Regions from separate parts of the Capra hircus genome. Here region 2 is linked to region 1. The links are chromatin contacts, called in public Hi-C maps. All regions are on one chromosome and are shown on one strand. The core of a region is the stretch at or near the end of the contact, and the rest is flanking DNA. Distances in the headings are between cores, read along the strand shown. Region 1 overlaps LARS2 (probable leucine--tRNA ligase, mitochondrial). Region 2 holds the start of CLEC3B (tetranectin).

What was found. Hi-C and Micro-C count contacts between places; a contact is called where the count stands out from the background.
Region 2: a contact with region 1 is called in a Hi-C map of blood, with 5 times the contacts expected there. The contact joins the promoter of CLEC3B here to the enhancer-like site in region 1. A contact is called at or near these places in 2 of 5 Hi-C or Micro-C datasets (blood and liver).

The regions. Positions count from the first base shown.
Region 1 is chr22:53,821,068-53,823,721 of ARS1.2, forward strand. All of the region lies in intron 7 of LARS2 (probable leucine--tRNA ligase, mitochondrial), which reads right to left. Among named protein-coding and RNA genes, the nearest start is that of LARS2, 66 kb to the right of the region's middle. Within about 2 kb of position 1,329, at least 1 of the 5 cell types and tissues checked has an H3K27ac peak or open chromatin away from gene starts, as enhancers often do.
Region 2 is chr22:54,166,476-54,169,129 of ARS1.2, forward strand. CLEC3B (tetranectin) reads right to left here and starts at 1,291. Exons shown (of 3, transcript XM_018067001.1): 1 at 965-1,291. The coding sequence starts at 1,073.

The sequences.
Region 1 (2,654 bases), core at 79-2,578:
TAAGGGCATCTCCTTGGAGCATCGTTTGGCAAGGAAGCTACTGGCAAGCTGAAAAGAAAGAATGTGAACTGCCCCAGTGCTTTGACCTTCTCAGGACAGGCCTGGGAAGGGAGGCTGTATGCATGTGGCTAACTCAAGTTCAGAATCTGCTTGTATAAAAGGATAGACTTGCAGATTGGAAATTTTAGTAAATAGAAGAAAAGAAGAAAAAAAAATGATACCCAGAACTTACCAGAATTGGGTTATTTTAGGGAAAACAATAGGTTTATCTTAATAGAAATGGCCGATACTTCCTGAGTGATTACCATGTGCCAGATGCTGTACCAAATGCTTCCCTAAGGTAGGCTCTTCTAATCCTCACGACAACCTTTTGAGGTGAGAATACGACTATCCTCAAGGTGCATGGGAGGAAATTAAAGAACAGAGAGATTAAATAACTTGCTTGAGGTCACACAGTCAGTAAGTAACAGAGACAGCAGGGTAGGAACTCAGGTCTCTAGGAATTGTAAACATTTTTGTGATTAAAAAAAAAAAAACTTCTGTTTAAGGTACAACATACAGAGTAATGTGAATAAATCTTAAATGTATAGCTCGATCTATTTCCACCATCATTCATCAAGACATGGAGCATTCCCAGCACCCCAGAAAATTCTGTTCCGCCTTTTCCCCATCAACATCGGCCCCCCAAAAGGTAACAATATTCTGAGATCTTTCTCCATAAATTTCTTTGGCTGATAGAACCTATAGTCTTAACCAGGATGAAGTTTCTCTCCACAGAGTTCTAATTTGTTTTTAGTTTCATTTAAAACACCCCTGCCATTTATACTCACTCCTTTTAAAAAAGCATTTGTCTTTATTTCTTTCTTTCTTTGGCTGTGCCAGCTCTTAGCTGCCACACGTGGGACCGCTGTGGCACGCAGGATCTTTAGTTGTGGCGTGTGGGATCGAGGTCCCTGACCGGGGATACACCCAGGCCCCCAGCATAGGGACCACTAGGGAAGTCCCCTACATTCATTCCTTATGATATTTAGGTAAGACTTAGAACAAAGAGGGCAATGAGTACGGAGACGTGTTTGGGCAGTAGAACGTATATATTGTGTTTTAAAATATCAATAAACGATTCTAATATTCAACACGTTGTGTTGAATATTGCCGATTTGCCCCTCCAATCCTCTTTCCACCATGTTCTATGGTGGAAGTGGTCCCCTGTGCCCACATTAACCTGGACCCTTGCCCTCCGACTGGGTTCAACCAGTGAGAGGCCCCCAGCTCCTTCCCGCGTGGCTCATGGGCCGACCTTGCCTGCTGCTCCAGCTACCGCTCTCCCAGTTCCAGGAGTGGCTCCCCGTGTCACCCCTGCCACCCGAGGTGGGCAAAGGCTTCCTTCTGCTCCTAGTGCCAGGGGCTGGACCACCCCTTGTGGGCTTCCCCGAACTCTGCAAAGAATCCGTCTTTTCATCACGTTTTCTTCAGTGACTGCTGTCAGGTGGGCCCACTTTTCTTCTGTTGGGACCCTGACTGATCCAAAGGCATATCTAAAAATTACAGAAAAAGGAGGAATGCCGGAGAGGCTAACTGCTATGGGTTGTGATTTTACAACTAAAAAGTAATATGCTGCTGCTGCTGCTGCTGCTAAGTCACTTCAGTCGTGCCCGACTCTGTGCGACCCCATAGACGGCAGCCCACCAGGCTCCCCCGTCCCTGGGATTCTCCAGGCAAGAACACTGGAGTGGGTTGCCATTTCCTTTTCCAGTGCATGAAAGTGAAAAGTCAAAGTGAAATCGCTCAGTCGTGTCCGACTCTTCACGACGCCATGGACTGCAGCCTACCAGGCTCCTCCGTCCATGGGATTTTCCAGGCAAGAGTACTGGAGTGGAGTGCCATTGCCTTCTCCAAAAAGTCATAATACCCACTGCAAATTTTAAACATGTAAAGCATAGAGTAGGAATGGAAAAGACATGGCATAGAGTGATTTTTCTCCCCTCTTTCTACAGTCCCCCAAATCCTTGAATCCATAGACAGAGAGAGACAAAATATAGGACAAATGATTGCAGACCTAAAAACTGGAGGTGAATAAGCCAAGGGAGGCTTACTTATCTTTTATCATTGCCCCTAGTAGGGGTGAGGGGAAGGATACCACTTAAAAGATATAAAGAGAGGGCCAAGTGCTGTTCAGTAACGAGGACAGCTCCTTCAAGAGCCCCCTGTCCCCCCAAAGCCAAAACTAGCGCACAAGTAAGACAGTACAAAATGTGAAAGGGGGAACAAAAGCCCCGTATGCCTTCACCTCTGCCTCCCGTCCCCGCTGCAAGCCTCGGGTGACGCGAAGGAGCAAACACTCAACCCTGCGGATTGCAAGAACAGGACAGGACTTGATTTTCTCATCGACATTTCCCACACAGCCTGGCAGCTCTCAGACTCCAAGTTACAAAATGCAGTGAGGGAGATGTGCTCCTAAGAGGTTTACACGTTATAATAAAACCCTGCTATCAAATGAAAGACAAATAGAAGCAAAACACAAAAGCAATTTTCCCCCAGTGAAAGTCTTGATGGGGAGAGGAAAAATACAAAAGGAAATAAAGTTTCTAATCAAAGATGCGTTCAAATCAAAGGGACATGCCTGGTGGTCCAGTGGCTAAGTGTCTGTGCTCCCA
Region 2 (2,654 bases), core at 41-2,540, 350 kb after region 1:
TTGGGGATTATTCCTGTCGGCACCGGGACCCGCCCATTCTGTGTCGCAGGCCTGTGGGGCTCCGTGGTCCTAAAGTGCCCTTGCGTACATCGTCCATGGACCGTGGGCAGCTGTCCATTTACAGTGGAGGCTCCGGGAGGGGCCTGAGGGCAGCTATGTCCCCCGGCCTTGCCTCCTCTGGGCCCGTGGCCCCAGGCCAGCCGTTTGCTTGCCTGCATCAGCACTCTCGTTTCCTGGGGGGTGACAGCCCCCTGCATTGCCATGACACTCCACTAGTGTTGTCTCAACACAGCCCGGGGTGACCTCACTGCAGGCAGGGCTCCAAGGGCAGGCCTTGCTGAGGCCAGGGCCACCCAAGGACACCCCGGGCCCAGAGGCCGTGGAGGGAGAGCAAAGCTGCCTCCACTGTCCTGGTTCAGCCTTGAACAGTTTCATTTCCTGAAGGCTGTGATGCACCATAGAACTGCAAGCTGTCCGTATCTCCTTCCCTGTGCATTACATTATACCCTGTGTTCCAGAAGCCTTACGTGTTTTTCTATCGTTAAATCCTCCCAACCAACCTTTTGCGCCAAGGCCCCCATCTCTGTTTCACAGTTGAGAAGCCTGAGGTTCAGAGATGACAAGGTGGTGCCTTGTCAGCCCTCCCGAGAAGAGTCGGACATCTCCAGGCTGCCGAGCCAAACATGTGGTTTCTCTTAAAATCTTGGGGAGGTGGGGGAGGAGTGTGTGTCCGTTAAGGCGATCTGGAAGGTTCTTTCTGATTCTAAGAGCCCGTGACTCCGACAGCCTGACAGCTGCCCCCTGCGGCTGGAGAATTCACCCAGGTCCCAGTTGGTGGGGCGGGGGGGGGAGGGGGGGGTACTTCACTGTTCCCTGGGCTCGCGGAGAAGGGAAGGGAAGGAGAAAACGGAGGGTGAGGGCCAGTCAAGGAGAAAGCGACCAGCTCCCCCACCCACCTCCTTACCTTTCTTGGCATTTGCAGCCTTCTTGACCTTGGTGGCGGGGGCCTCGGCGGCTACCTGGGTCAGGAGAGAGAAGAGGCAGAGGAGCACGCAGGGCCCCCAGAGCTCCATGCTGCTGCTGCTGCTGCTGCTGCTGCCTGCGGTGGGCCTGGGTCAGAGAGCACTGGCCGCTGGGGCCCGAGCTGCGTGTCTTAAGGCAGCGGCCACAAGGACCTCTGTCCAGAAAACCCTCCCAAAGTCGGCTGCAGGAATGCCAAAAAAAAAAAAAAAAAAAAAATCCTTCAAAAAGAGGAAGGCCTGGGAGCCACAGAACCTGGCTGCTGCTCGGGGAACACCCACCCAGCATCCTGGCCCCGCCCTCTGAAACAGTCATTGTTTTCTAGGATTCTGAAAAATACATGCTTGTCCTCAGAGCTCACATCTGCTGGGCAGTTCTCAGGCAGGCGCTGGGTCACGCTTTTCCCTGGCCTCACAGAGGCCTCACACCAGCAATGTGAGGCGGGTGCTGGCATTTCCTCATTTTACAGTTGAGGAAACTGAGGCTCAGTGAGGTTAAGGGAGCCTAAGGTACTGGACCTACTGGCAGCACTGGTATCTGACCCCAGCCCGGGTACAGAACAGTCATGGAACCGTGTCTCCTTAGGGAGAGAACTGGGGCTCACTGCCAAATTGTCTGGAGTGTTTGCTGCGATTCTTTTATAGTTCTGCGTCTGTGTTCTTGATGCATGTTTGGTTAAAAATACAAAGAAGACCTTTCTTTTCTTGCCTCACTCTCTGTTTTTCAACCATCCTTTCCTGAAGCCGAGGTGACCATGGTGGGAAAGGGGCAACCTGGTGTGCCAGAGTGGTGTCAGATGGAGCAGGGAGGAAAGAATGCCCCCAGGAAGGGGAGTCTGGTGTGGGGTGTCAGGACGCAACAGGGTGGAAGGGGGCACCCCCTGGGGGAACAGAGGTCCTCCATGGAGTGTTGGAGTCCCGGTGAGGAGAAGAGATCTGCATGGGAGAGCAGGTGGGGGCACATGGGAGAGAGTGGTTACACAGAAAGAAAGAAAACAAAAAAGACCACGGGAGTCAGGTTTCTCATTGTCAGGAAAGGGAGGTACAAATACATAGAGAAAACATAGAGAATGTTTCCTACCGTGTAGGATTGACATTGGAGCTGTCGGTGTGCAGTTGTGGACTTTGACACATGAAGCCCAGTCTGAAGCTGTCCACGGAAATGTGCGCTTCAGTCCCCCAGCCAGATGTCTGGGTGGAGCAGCAGCCCCACCAAAGGCTTGAGCTCGCCTGGCATCCAAGCGCCGGCTTCTCAATACGGCTTTCCGTGAAAAGGAACTGCAGCACCTTGGAGCAACGGCTCATTCCAGGGCCGCGGCAGGAAAAGGAGAAACTAAGCCCAGCACAAGTTATTTTGCCAGAACATAAGAAAATGTTTAAAGAAGGGTGAGAACGTGGCAGGACACGGAACCAGCTTGAAGGAGCTTCTTAGGGCCCAAATCGGGGACAGTTTGAGCATCAAAACAGTGACGATAACAGTCAAATGGGAAACCACGAGCGCAGACAGATACAAATAAATAAGTGAATACTCTGGAAGTCGCAAGCAATGGGAACTTTTCATTGTCTCAGATTATTTGCCCACAAAATCCTTACTAACTCCAAAGAGGAAAGAGTCCCCTTGCAACGGAGAAGCCT